2 separate regions of the Mus musculus genome follow, and region 1 is linked to region 2. A link is a contact called in public HiChIP or PLAC-seq data. All regions are on one chromosome and are shown on one strand. Each heading gives the region's core, a stretch centred on a gene start, on an enhancer-like site or on the middle of the called end of the contact. The rest is flanking DNA. Distances are from core to core; before and after follow the strand shown.

The links. HiChIP or PLAC-seq counts read pairs in DNA pulled down with a chosen protein or histone mark.
Region 1: a contact with region 2 is called in an H3K27ac HiChIP or PLAC-seq map of the HPC-7 cell line, with 6 times the contacts expected there. The contact joins two enhancer-like sites. A contact is called at or near these places in 5 of 484 Hi-C or Micro-C datasets (CD4 T cells, group 2 innate lymphoid cells, nephron progenitors and 2 more), 1 of 115 datasets of contacts at active chromatin or transcription factors (the HPC-7 cell line) and 1 of 9 other capture datasets (liver).

The regions. Positions count from the first base shown.
Region 1 is chr2:33,910,508-33,917,482 of GRCm38.p6, reverse strand. No RefSeq gene overlaps it. Among named protein-coding and RNA genes, the nearest start is that of Gm39792, 5.6 kb to the right of the region's middle. Within about 2 kb of position 2,657, at least 28 of the 459 cell types and tissues checked have an H3K27ac peak or open chromatin away from gene starts, as enhancers often do. A contact at or near this core is called in the HPC-7 cell line, where this site is marked.
Region 2 is chr2:33,842,509-33,849,305 of GRCm38.p6, reverse strand. The region is part of intron 2 of Mvb12b (multivesicular body subunit 12B); the gene reads left to right. Among named protein-coding and RNA genes, the nearest start is that of Nron, 40 kb to the right of the region's middle. Within about 2 kb of position 1,920, at least 76 of the 459 cell types and tissues checked have an H3K27ac peak or open chromatin away from gene starts, as enhancers often do. A contact at or near this core is called in the HPC-7 cell line, where this site is marked.

The DNA.
Region 1 (6,975 bases), core at 1,408-3,907, 67 kb before region 2:
GTGCATGTTATACAGAGAGAGAGAGACAGAGACAGAGACACACAGAGACAGAGAGAGACACAGAGACAGAGGCACAGAGAGAAACAGAGAGAGAGACAGAGACAGACAGAGAGAGACAAAGACAGAGAAACAGAGAGTCAGAGAAAAGCATAAAGAGAAATTGAGAACTCAAGCGCTCTCTTCTCTGATAAGGGCATCCCATTCATTATACGAAGTGGTGAACTTTAAGCATGAGCCTGACTAGTAGCTGATTAGAACATTGGATTGTTTGCCTAAAGACGAGCATGTTCTATACCTAGGAGACAGAAATGGCCAAAAGAACAGAGCCCCCTAGATGATGCTGTCAGTCACTCTTGCCCCAGTCCTGTAAAGTCAATGTTAACCCCACAAACTATTTTTGGCCAATGAAATGTGACTGGAAGTGGCATGTCTCAGTAAATGGCGACTGTGAGAGCCAGGCTGTGCTTGCCACATCCCTTTTCCTATTGAAACAACATGTTCCAGACCCCCCACCCCCACCCCCCAAAATAAGTTCTGGTATGGATCCTGGAAGAAAAACAAAGCGACAAAGCTCAGGCTGCCAAGCTTAGCTCACTCTGAACACAGAGCACAAGGGAGACATAGACGTTGGCGTTGCGAGTCCCTGGAACTTTGGCAGTCTTTGTTCCTACGGCTCAGCCTGGCTGATCCTGACTGGTAAGAGGGCCGGCAAACAGCTGAGCACACAGGCCGACTGTGAATAATGCCCCAATTGTTCCTTTCCCCTGCTTTGAAAGCCAAAGAACCGAACTGAATGGCGGAAGAAAAAGCAAAAACCCAGGAGCATTTGGTTGGTGAAGAATTCGATGAAAACTGTGGTCCATCAGGTAAAGGCGCTTGCTGCCAAGCCTGAGAACCTGAGTTCGATCCCTGGGACTTATGTGACAGAAGAAGAGCACTGACTCTCTCAAGTTGTCCTCTGACCTCTCCACCATGCTTCATGGTGTATATGCTCACAAATATGCACAAGTAGTGTAATATATATATATATATATATATTAATTAAAGAATCCAATAAAACTGAAATGTGAGAAAGCAGTTGACGATACATGAAAAACAGAAGGGCTTGGAACGGAAGCTGTGTGCCTGGCCTCACCAGCACTGAAGTACTACTCCTGGCTCCCCACTGAAAGACAGATGCCTTCCTTCTCCCTCTCAGCATCTGCTCCCCGCGTCTGCCCCCACTGCCCCTCAAGCTGATGTCTTGAGGAGGGAGTCAGAAAAGCTCCCCGGTCCCCAGGGCTTGTGTTCCTGACAGTTTAACTTGGCCCACCACGTCACAGCTGAAACCAGCAGGACCCAAGGCAAGCAGAGTAAAAGAAGCAGTTGATAGATGTGCTCGGCTACCATGTAAAACTTCAGTGTGACAAGACACACCATAAACAAGCTAGAAACAGCTATCTCCAGGGAGAAAATATTTGCAATTTATATTGCAGATAAGGGATTAGCATCCAGAATATATAAAGAATTCTAACAAATCAATAAGAAAAAGACAAATGGCCCAATAGAACACCCAGCAAATGATAAAAAAAGAAAAAGTCGATTTATAGAAAAGGAAGTTCAAATGGCCAATAAACTTGAAGAATGTTCATTTTCAGTAGCAATCAAGGGACTAAACCATTAAGCTACCACGAAACATATTTTACTCGTCAGCTTGGTTTTAAAAAAATTAAGGTTTGACATTAAATGTTCGTGAGGGTGCACAGAAGTAGGGACTCTCAAATACTATTGGCAATAATGCAAATCCATACAACAAATTTGAAGGACAAAATAAATAAATAAAAATCAAATTGCCAATCTCTTTTCTAGAGAGGGCATTTGCATGGGGGCCCCTATGAGGGTGCTGTCCATAGAGAGAAAGCCTGGGACTGGCGAGGCAACTCAGTGGCCCCAGGGTTCTTGTGGTCATGCTAGGGGACCTGGTTGGGTCCCAGCATCAAATGGCTCATCAAGTGTTAACTGCAGTTCCAGGGAATCCAGTGCCCTCTTCTGGCCTCTGTGGACACACACACATCACAAACACACATGCAAACATACACAAGAATAAAAACTACCTTTACATTTCCTTTTGTAATTCATAATAAACAGAGAATGAAACCCTAAATATCCACTAATCGGGGATACATCGAATAAGCCAAAATAGACGTGGGCTGCCATTTAGGAGACCAAAGCAAGTCTCTTGAGTTCTTAGGCAGAGGTGCTGTTGAGCCGATGAGACAGGAAGTAAAACAGAGGCTGAACAGGGTGTCTGGCAGGGCACCTCCAGAGGAAACATTGCCTGCTCTGCAAACGTGAGGGTCTGTGTTTGGATCCCTGAAAGTGAGGATTTGCTTTCTTCTGAAACACAGAAGTGTTACGTGAGTGTGTTTTCGTTTTGATACCAGATGTGAGCTATGGGGCTGCTTCAGATTGTCCACAGCCACGAACTATGAGTTGTCTCATGCTCTGGCAGAGGTGTGATTTTGCCAGCTGAAGACTGTTTATGTTTGGAATCCTGGGGACCCTTGAGAGGTTATAAAAGTGCCAGAGTCCTAAGAGACACTGTGGTGGTGGCTGTCAGTGCTGGTTCCTGCTAATGCTGCTGCTGCTGCTGCTGCTGCTGCTGCTATTGCTGGCTGTTGGCTGGAGATCCCCTGCCAGGTGAATATTGGATTTGCTCCAAGAAACTAGATGCCCCTAATCAGTAGGAGGTAGTCTAAAGAGATCTATACCCCTTCCTCTCCCATCCCCCATAACCTTCTTTCTTGCCTACCTAGTGTTGGAGGGTTGGAAGGGATCAGGGTAGAGAAGGGTGGTAGATATAAGAACCCAATAAAGTAGCCAAAAAGTACTGTTGCAGATCCCCAGCACCGGTGTAAAGCTGGGAGTGGTGGCACATGCCTGTAACCTCAGTGCTCGTGTCAAGACAGGAAACAGGATGACTTCACTGGCCAGCTACATTAGCCAACCAATGAAGACCAGCTTCAGTGACCTCGCCTCAGAAAAAGAAGGTGGAAAGAGAGAGATCAAACACTGGCCTCTACATACAACCCACATGTGCATGTGAACCCAGAGGTACACACACACACACACACACACATACACACACACATTCACACACACACACACCACACACATAAACACACACATTCACACACACACATACAAACATACACACATACATACACACACACATAAACACACACATACACGCACATAAACAAACACATACACACACACATAAACACACACATAAACACACCACACACACATTCACACACACATACACACACACACACCACACACACATTCACACACATACACACACACATACACCACACACACATTCATACACACATTCACACGCACATTCACACACATATAAACATACACACACATACACATGCATCCACACACACACATACATACACACACACATAAACACACACACACACATACACACCCATTCACACACACCATACACATTCACATACACACATACACACACACACATACATACATACATACATACATACACACACACACACACACTTTATAGGTAGTGTGATGGTTTGAATACACTTGGCCTATAGAGAGTTGTATTGCTAGGAGGTATGGACTTGTTGGAGGAAGTGTGTCACTGTGGCAGTGGGCTTTGGAGATCTCCTGTGCTCAGGCTCCACCCATTGAGGAAGAGAACCTCCTCCTAGCTGCCTGAGGAACTCAGTCTTCTGTTTGCCTTCAGAACAAGATGTAGAACTCTCAGCTATTTCTGTGCCACGCCTGCCTGCATGCTGCCATGCTTCCTGCTGTGATGATAATGGACTGAACCTCAGAACCTGTAAGCCAGCCCCAACTAAATGTCATTTATAAGAGGTGGGTTGGTCATGGTGTCTCTTCACTCCAAAGGAACACTAAGCTAGGTAGGGACAAGAGAGATAGTCAGAAACCATATATTTATGTTAAAAAAATACTTAAAAAGACAATTCAAATGGAAATAAGACTGATTTCAACATGAAATCATTGATATGTCTCCAAACAAAGGATTTATTTGGGAATATACAAAGAATATTACATTGAACATACTTGGAACATACATATCAAATCAGGGTGCCTGCTGGTATGTCCAAAGAACAAAAGAACAGGCTGGGATTGGGGTTGGGCATAGTGGCACAGTCTGCAATCTCAGCAACTAGGAGACAGAGGTGGGAGTGGTCAGTAGTTCAAGGCCAGCCTGGTACATAGTAAGCCTGAGGCCAGCCTGGGCTACATGAGACTCCGTCTTAGAATAAGCAGGCAAGCAAACAGGTAAATCAGAGAGGTTGGGGGTTTATTGGGAAAGAGAACAGCGTCATGGGTTGTTTAGATGCTGATGCTGGGAGCTGGTAAACTCTGGAGTGACAGCAGCTGCCGGGGAAGCCTGTGGGCTATGGTGATGACTTGTGTGTTTCACACTGTCAGCATTGGAGAGTGTTCGTACAGATTCAGCTAGCTGTCCCTGCACTCCCAGCTCTCCTCCTGTGGTTGTTGTAGTAAGTTGAGGTTTGGAAAGTTGTCCTGTGGTCATTGCTGCCATCTGTGACCCCTGTGTGACAGATCTTCCTTTGTGGCTCTTAACAGCTATGTTTGCCAAGTCTGATATGAGTGCCTCTGCTTTGTTTTTGTTTGTTTGTTGAGAAACTATAATGCAGATACCTTTATTTTTTTTAATTTATTTATTCACTTTACATTCCAATGTCAGCCCCACCTCTCCTCCCAGTAATCCCTCATGCAGATCCTTCCCCATTCCTCCCCCCTCTTGTCCTTTGAGAAAGGGGAGGCCCCCTGTAGGTATTATACCCACCCTGACCCTGGCGAATCAAGTCACTGCAGGACTAGGGGCATCCTCTCCCACTGAGGCCAGACAAGGCAGCCCAGAGTGGGGGGGAGGAGGCATCCACAGGCAGGCAACAGAGTCAGGGACAGCTCCTGCTCCAGTTATTGGAGGACCAGCATGAAGACCAAGCTACACATCTGTTACATATGTGCAAGGTGCCTAGGTCCAGCCCATGTTTGCTCTTTGGTTGGTGGATCAGCCTCAGGGAGCCCCCATGTCCAGGTTAGTTGACTCTATTGGTCTTCCTATGGAGTCCCTGTCCTCTTTGGGTCCCTCAATCCTTCCCCTAACTCTTACAGAAATAACACTCCCTGAGGTTCATTAATGTTTGGCTGTGGGTCTCTGCATCTGTTTTAGTCAGATGCTGGGTGAGCCTCTCAGAGGACAGCCATGCTAGGCTCCTATGTGCAAACAGAACAGAACATCATGAGTAGTGTCAGGGATTGGTGCTTGCCCATGGGATGGGTCTCTAGTTGGGCCAGTTATTGGTTGACCACTCCCTCAATCTCTGCTCCATCCTATCCCTGCATTTCTTATAAACAGGATAAATTTTGGGTCGAACGTTTTGTAGGTGGTTTGGTGTCCCTCTCCCTCCAGTGGGGTTCCTGCCTGGCTACAGGAAGTGGCCAGGCCACCTCAGGATCCACAGCCCCCGCTGCTAGGAGGGATTGGCTCTGTTTTAAATTGGAGACCTTTAGCCACAACAGCCTTAAGTCTGAGGGGAGGGAACATTGCTGTGTTGGGAGTGGGTGAGAGGAACTCAGATGGGATTTAAGCTTAACTGTTAATACTTCCAAATTTTTATCTTTTACCGAAAAGGGAGAGGGCGTTGCGGACTGTTTATATCATTAAAAAGTTAGTTTTAAAGAAAAAAAAAGTCAGTTTAGAAGGCCAGAAAATGCCCTCTGACCCGACAGAAAGATAAAGAGGAACCAGGGACATATACACCCCCTACCACTGGGTGGCAGAAATGGTGGGCTAGTCAAGACAAGCTAACTGCTACACTGTGACACCCCTACTGTCTTAGTGCCTTGTAACAGAATCCACCCCTAACTTTGAAAGTCAACTAGGGGCAACAGCAGTGGCTCTGTCTCACACAGTCACCGAGGACCTAGGTCCTTCCCCTGTGTGGTTCTGTTACCTCAGAATGTCCTCCCACAGGCCTTAAAGTCACTCTACTTCACAGTCCATTGGCTGGGACTTAGACAGGAAGGCTGGGAAATGTTGGCTAGGACACTACTCAGGAGGAGGAGAGTGACTTGTTGATCATAGCTGTGATCAGCAATGGCAGCCTGTCTTAGGATCTTACTGCTCTGAACAGACACCAGGACCAAGGCAACTCTTATAAGGACAACATTTAATTGGGGCTGGCTTACAGATTTAGAGGTTCAGTCCATTATCACCAAGGTGGGAGAATGGCAGCATCCAGGCAGGCATGGTGCAGGAGGAGTTGAGAATTCTACATCTTCATTTGAAGGCTGCTAGAATATTGGCTTCCCAGCAGCTAGGACTAGGGTATTAAAGCCCACACCCATAGTGACACACCTACTCCAACAAGGTGACACCTCCTAATAGTGCCACTCCCTGGGCCAAGCGTATTCAAACCACCACACAGCCTCAGCTCTTATTTACAAGGCTGTTTTAAGAAACAACCTAGTTCACCTTCTCAAAGCACATCCGTCCCCTGCACTGAGTTGCTTCCCACTGGCCACTCTCACACTGTGTGCCTAGGAAAGGGTCCCACTGTGACTGTCTGATGAAAGTAGCCCCACATTCTGTCTTCATCTACTATCTTGGCCCTCATAGCAGTGGGATGGCCCACCCTACTCCCCAAACACAGATACTCAGTCTGGTTTCAGTTTCTAGGGGATTATTATATTCTACCCTGTTACCTAACCTAGTGTGAGGGAATTTAAATTTCTCCAGATGCCCTGGGAATTTCAGAGACATCACTGTGAAGAATCTATGCCTCAGAAACCTGTGGGGCAGAGGTGAGGGGGTGGACAAAGTCTAGTGGTAGAGAAGGCAGTCACAGGGTCAGGTCTAGGAGGAAGGCCCTGGAGCAGCTGTGAGCCGCCAGA
Region 2 (6,797 bases), core at 671-3,170:
TTGAGGGTTTTGTTCTTACAGCTGGATAGATAGTATAAGGACTTGAATTTGATCTCCAGAATACCTTATTAAAATTTTTTTGAAAGGGGCTGGAGAGATGGCTCAGTTTTTAAGATCACTAACTTCTCTTCCAGAGGTCGTGAATTAAATTCCCAGCAACCAAATGGTGGCTCACAACCATCTGTAATGGGATCTGATGCCCTCTTCTGGTGTCTGTGAAGACAAATCACTCATATCCATTAAAATAAATAAATAAATCTTAAAAAAAATGATAATAAGTTTTAAAAAGCTGGGTGTGGTGGTTATGCCCATTTAAGCCTAGCATTAGGGAAACAGAGACAGGGACATCCCCGAGGCTCACTGTTCATCCAGCCTGGCCTACTTGGATAGTTCCAGGACAACGAGAGACCCTGTTTCAAAAGTAAAACTGGGGAAGCGCCTGAGGGATGACACCTGAGGTGGTCATCTGTCACCCACGAGAACACCAATTTATTTTAGAGGAATAAAATAAATCAGAACCCTTGTACACATGTCTACTTCTTTAATCATTCCTTCTGCTGAAGCAAAGATCTATTTTCTGCTGAAAGTTTTCAAGTTTTGCTTGATTTTGTTGTTCCTGTTCTGTGGTGGCCACAGTAGTGTCTTTATGCTGTTGATTGCGTAGTCTTTGCCTCCACCCTTAGGGTCCCCAGGTGCTCCAGAACCAAGAGCACCTTTGGTTCTCCTTTGCATGCTCATAAGCTGTGAGGACCTCTCTAGGCCACCAGACCATTTCCCACAGCTCTGTGGAGGCCTGGGGCCCAGCTCTGCCCTGGCCACCTGGGTGTGGTAAAAGCTAGACACTTCTGGCCAGGCCCTTTCTCTCTGGCAGCCTCTCCTCTCCTGAGTCCTAGTCCCTGAGTTCCCTGCCAGGAAGGGCCTCCTCGGGGCCATGATCACTGCTGCACCTCCAGGGTTTCTGCTGGGATTGTGGCTCTGCTTCTTTCTCTTCTGCCCAGCCCGAGAGGCTACTGTAGCTGACACGTAAGCTCTGCATGGGGAAAGCTGCCTCTGGTGGCCTCTGCCATACCAAACACCAATCTTGCCATTGTCCATGTTCCAGTTTTAAAATTCTGCCATTTGGCAAATGTCTGAGTGCGTATTATTACTAAGTCTTTGGGCTAGATGCTTGGGAAAGCATCCACTGGATAAAATAGAACCCTTGAATTGAGGGCCAGAGGTGATGAGTGTGTGCCCTGTGCCAGGTCTCCTGCTAAGTGCTTTATTGACAGTTCATATTCTATGGTTTATTACTGTTCAGTCCATTTTAGAATATACACAGAGCTGCCCAACAATTACCAATATTTAATCATAGATCTTTGTTCCTGGCTCCCCTCCCTCTGACAGCGACCACTTCCTTCCTTTGTATCTCTAAGGATTGTCTCTTCTGGGACATTGTAGGAGAGCAAACCACAGTGTGTGGTTTGTGACTGTCTTGTTTTTCCTAGCATAGTGCTTCTATGGCGTGTTATATTGGGGCTTCATTGCCTTCTCGTGGTCCAGTGATACTCCACTGTAACTCCGCGATGTCCGTTTGACAGTGGACATTTGTGTTGTTTCCACTGTTCAGCGACTTACCTCATGAGCATGTTGTGTGTGCATGTGTTCAGTTCTCTTGAGAATATACTCAGAGGAGGAACTGCTGAGTCCTGTGGTGATACCATGAGGAACTACCCTGCCATTTCCAGTGATCATACCAGGTTTCAGGGCCAGCAGGGCCCATGCCCTTGCAATGTTGCCTATCTGTCTGTTTCAGTATTGTAACAGGTCTGACAGGGAATCTCGTAGTAGATAAGTGATCTTCTGTGTTTTATTTGGTCCTAACCAATAATCCCATGGGGCCTACTCATTCATATTTCCGCGTTTTGATGGGGTGGAATGAGTCAGTATGACTCTGGGAAATGTCTGTGAGCAGCAGAGTCAGGACCTGAGCTCAGCTACAACTCACTCCAGAAATCCTGGTTCTGCCTGCTGAGTTCACAGGGTCTGTGTGATGGGGGTCCTTCCGCCGCAGCCCAGACAACAAGATCATTCTGTCATGGAGCTGTTAGGGGCTGGCAGGAGCCAGGGTAGAGAAGACATGTCTGAGGAGAGAACAAGGGGAGCAGGCAGCCAGGGCACAAAGGATGGGAGGGCTGAGGGTCCTGGGCCTTGTGGGAGAGAAACCCACCCTGAGGCTGGCAGAAACTCCAGTCTTCAGGACAGAGCCAGGCATTCATTTCTGAGAGATGTTAGACATTTCAGCAGAAGGCCTGTGGCTGACCTAAGTTCTCCATGCAGAAATCAAAGTTATGAATGGACACAAAAGCAGCCGGGAGTCCATGATGCAAGCCAGGGGCACAGCCTGCCCTTGATCTCACCTGGGCCTCGCCTCAGCTCCCAGCCTTCAGGCCGGCTCAGCCTTGTCTGACAGAGGATGTGAGGCTTCTGCAGGCCTGCCTGAGCCAAGCTGCCATTGTGCAGCCTTTGAACTTCAGAGCATCAGCCAGAAGTTGCCCCTGGAATGTCTGCAGAATTTCCTGCCCCCCTCCACCTCCAACTGCCCTGTCTGCCAAACTCACCTTTGAGTTGTGGGTGGGCCTTCCTGAAACCGCAGGTGTGAGCAGGTCCCCTGGAGACTGCTCTTCCTCCTCAGCTGGCCCTCTGCATCCTACATGTTTAGCTGGGCCCCAGTTCATTCACAGGATTTTCTCAAGTTGCAGTCTAGCAGATTTTCAATTTCTCACCTCATCAAGTAAAGCTTACAATTGTTGTTTTTCCATAAAAGCTGTAAGTGTTCATTGACCAAAAAAAAAAAAAAGTGACATACACTAGCAAAGCAAAGGAACGGTTTAAAATGCTCTGTCGTTATATATTTATTTGCATGAATTTGTGTGTGTGTGTGTTTGCATGTTTCTGTGTGTGAGTGCTGTGTGGATGAGTGTGTATACATATGTGCTCTGCTGCCCTCTTTGATCGCTCTCCCCCTTATGTATTGAAGCAGGGTTTCTCACAGAATCTGGGGCTCACAATTTTGGCCTGTGCCTAGTCAGCTTGCTGTGGGATTCCCCCAGCTCACCTCCCATGCACTGAGCTGGAGCAACAGGCTGGGTTCCACATCTCTGTGGCTTTTACCTGGCTTCTGATGATCCAGACTCCTGTTCTCACGCTTGCCCTGCTGAGTGAGCCACTGCAGGTGGCCACCAGCCAGCCTTGTGTATCTCTGTATATCCTCAGCCTCCACTGTTAAAGCCAAACAGTGCTTTGCATTTTAGTTTCTAGCTCCTCTTCTGTCCACAGCTGTTAAAACACAAAACTGGACCCCGTGAGCAGTCTCTGTCCTGTAAGAAATTTCTTCCTCTTGTTTGTCTTTATGAACAGAGAGCCCTAGTGAAAACACAGACTGGTCCCCACACCTGGCTCCTCCATCTTCTCCAGGAGGGACTCCCTTCCTCCATTCTTCCCTGCCTGCCTGCCTGCCTGCTGCTGCCTGCCTGCCTGCCTGCCTGCCTGCTGCTGCCTGCCTGCTGCCTGCCTGCCTGCCTGCCTCCCTCCCTCCCTCCCTGCCTGCCTGCCTGCCTGCCTGCCTGCCTGCCTGCCTGCCTGCTGCCTGCCTGCCTGCCTGCCTGCAGGTCTCCAGGTCACTTTCTTCCCATCCAGAAGCCAGGCTGAGCTGCTGCAGAGCACACCTCCCCGTTCTCTCCAAGTTGCTGTCAGTTATCCTTCTAAAAACGTACTGTCAGGCATTGCATTAACTCCTGTTCATTTATGTGTTTATCATGTGTCCTTCCCTGTGATGAATGTGCCTCATGTGGTCTGTGGGACCCTTCTCCCTCAGCAGCCCTCAGAAGCCAGGCATCCTCAGTGAAGGGACAAGGGACAACTCACCATGTTCTCAGAGTCTGCCTGCAAGCAGAACTCCTAGCACCTGGGACATTGTGTGTTCTCAGGCTTTGGTACCAAAGTCACCTCACTGTGGAGCACCCCTCCCCCCTCCCCCTCTCCCTCTCCCTCTCCCTCTAAACTCCTTGAGTGAGTGAGTGAGAGAGAGAGAGAGAGTGTGTGTGTGTGTGAGAGTGTGAGTGTGTGTGTGTGAGTGTGAGAGAGAGAGAGAGAGAGAGTGTGTGTGTGTGTGTGTGTGTGTGTGTGAGAGAGAGAGAGAGAGAGAGAGAGTGAGAGTGTGTGTGTGTGTGTGTGTGTGTGTAGGTCCGAGGACAACTTGTGGGAGTCAGCTCTCTCCATATACCAAGTGGGTCTCAAACGCAGGTTGTCAGGTTTGACAGCAAGTGCCTCTACCCTCAGAGGCCTCTCTCAGTGGGCTCTGGTTTTCCCTCTTGTCACACAGCAGTGATGGTTTTGTCTGTTCTTAGGACCTCTTTGCATTGATTGTTAGGCAGAGCCCCTCTGAGATCCATAACTAGCCAAGGCCAGGGGTTGCTCACCCTTTGCGAGGCTCTGTACCATTGCTGGTTGATGTGTGCAGCCTGCCTGTGGACTAGAGTGTTTGCCTTTTCTATGGCCTTATGAAAGCTCTCTGCACATATTCTCTTATGTGCTCTCTTATAAGCACTTTTCCCTCTGACATATCCTGGACACAGCCCTGGGCATATGTCATCCTGTGACCGTTCTGCATGTGTGCTTGGGTTTCCTCATCTGTAACTCAGACAGCAGCTTCATCTCCTCAGAGCTTTGCCGTGTGCACTGTGGGGCCATGGATGACTTACACTGAGGAGTTAGGGAGAAGAAATGTGTGGTGAGAAGCAACTGAGTGAGGGAAAAGGACATCCAGGCCTCGGATGGACGAATGTGCTTTCTCTCCCTAGGGCAGAGTTCAGAATCGTTTCAGTGAGCTTGATCTTTCCATTATCTCCCTGGCATTCACCTCTCTGGGCTTCTGAAAAGCCTGAGGACACCCTGGGTCACACCTGGACGTAGAGATCTTTTAAGCCATTCAGCACCCCGATGATTCAGGTCTTACAAAATAAGGAAATGGTTTGGCATGAAGATTTGTGTTGCTATGTCTCGGTCTGTTTTCAGCTGCTGTAGTCTGTATTGTGCTATAGCGTCCACAAACTGGACGTTTATGAACGATGGAAGTCATTTGACTCTGGGGTCTTGAGTCTGGGAAGCCCAAGATAGAGGAGCTATTTCCCATGACGGCTTCCTTGTGTTGGATTAGTGTAGCAGATGTCACAGAGTGTGGAAGTGCAGAGGAAATGTATGAGATGAACACCCCTGCCACAACAACCTACCCAGAGTAACATCATGAGTCCCTCTCCAAGGGCTGCACCCGTTTGGCCTAGGCACCCTCTTAGGCCCCACCTCTTCAGCCTCACAGCTCAGTGGCAGCCACACTCCAGTCTGGGCTTTGGAGGAGACACTGAACCATAGTACAGTTTCACACCTCTGCCATCAAAGCAAAGCCCAAGCACTGCCATGCCTCAAAATGTGCCTCAAGTGTCCCTGTATCTATAGCCTTCAACACTTAGCCGGCCCTCCCAGCTTTCCCTCAGCACAGTGATAGCTGGGCAGTCTTTAATGTGCCTCTCCCTGTCTGCTTGGGCCCTTCTGTGTTCCAGATAAGCCTGCCTGAGGTGTGTCAAAAGTCCTGAAGGCATTTTCCCAGCAGTGGGCCTAGGGGGTCTGGGTTTTTGAGCATACTGAATGACTGGAGTAAGTTTGCTGCTGTCTTCAGGTTCAGTTATCTAAGCTGGTGTGGGTTTGGTGGGGTGGGGGGGCTCCCCATGTCATTTGACTGTCAGGACCCTTCAGTGAAAAGCGGTAGGTGACTTGCTTAGACCAGTGCCTGACAAACAGTGGACTGTCAGCAGGCTGCTGCCCTATGCCTAGCCCTAGCCAGGGGAGAGCATCCCACTTGGCTTTGGTCCTTCTTATCTAGGCATATCAGCTAGCTGCAGGCAGCTGGGACACTGCTCAAAGGGCTGCTGGGAGCTCTCTGATAATCACTTATTTTCTGTGACAGCCAAAGGAGGAAATGGGAGGCTGGGCCTATGAGGTCCAAATAACACTGCTGTCCCTGTTACCTACTCCCTCTCAGGGCTCCCTGGGTTCTGCAGCTCCAACACTGGGCACCCAAAGGTGGATGCTGGCAGTGGAGAAGGCTGGAATCAGTAGCATGTGCCACCAGACATAATCATCAGTTGGGAAATGTGTTGATACCATCTAGCAAGGCATGAGATCATGGGCCGCTAGAAGGGCCAGTGACTCTTGTATCACAACTCTCTGCTTCTTCCAATTAGAATGTGCCTTTTAACAAACCAACATATGCATGCAGAGTTTGGTGGTGGCGCATGCCTTTCAATCCCAGTGCTCAGGAGGCAGAAGCAGGCAGATCTCTGTGAATCTGAGGCCACTGTGGCCTACATAGTGAGTTTCAGGCCAACTAGGGCTATAGAGAGACCCTATCTTAAAGAGTAAAAGCTGCTGGCTCACACTAGCACTCAGGAAGCTGAGGCAGGAGGATCATCAAGAATTTAAAGTCAGGATGGGAGGAGGAACTCTGAAAGGAGAGACCAGGATGGGGGGCAGCATTTGAGATGTAAATAAGTTAGTTAGCTACATACATACATACATACATACATACATATGAGTTTAAAGTCAGCCTGGGCCACAAAGTGAGGCCCTGTCTTAAAGCAAAAACCTAAAAATACAAAACAAAGCAAATTATGAAAGCCTGACAAAGGCTTATGAGGAAAGATGTCTTTCCAGACTTCCCAGTTTAGATAACTGAACCTTGCTCTTCCAGGCTGAGCTGGTTT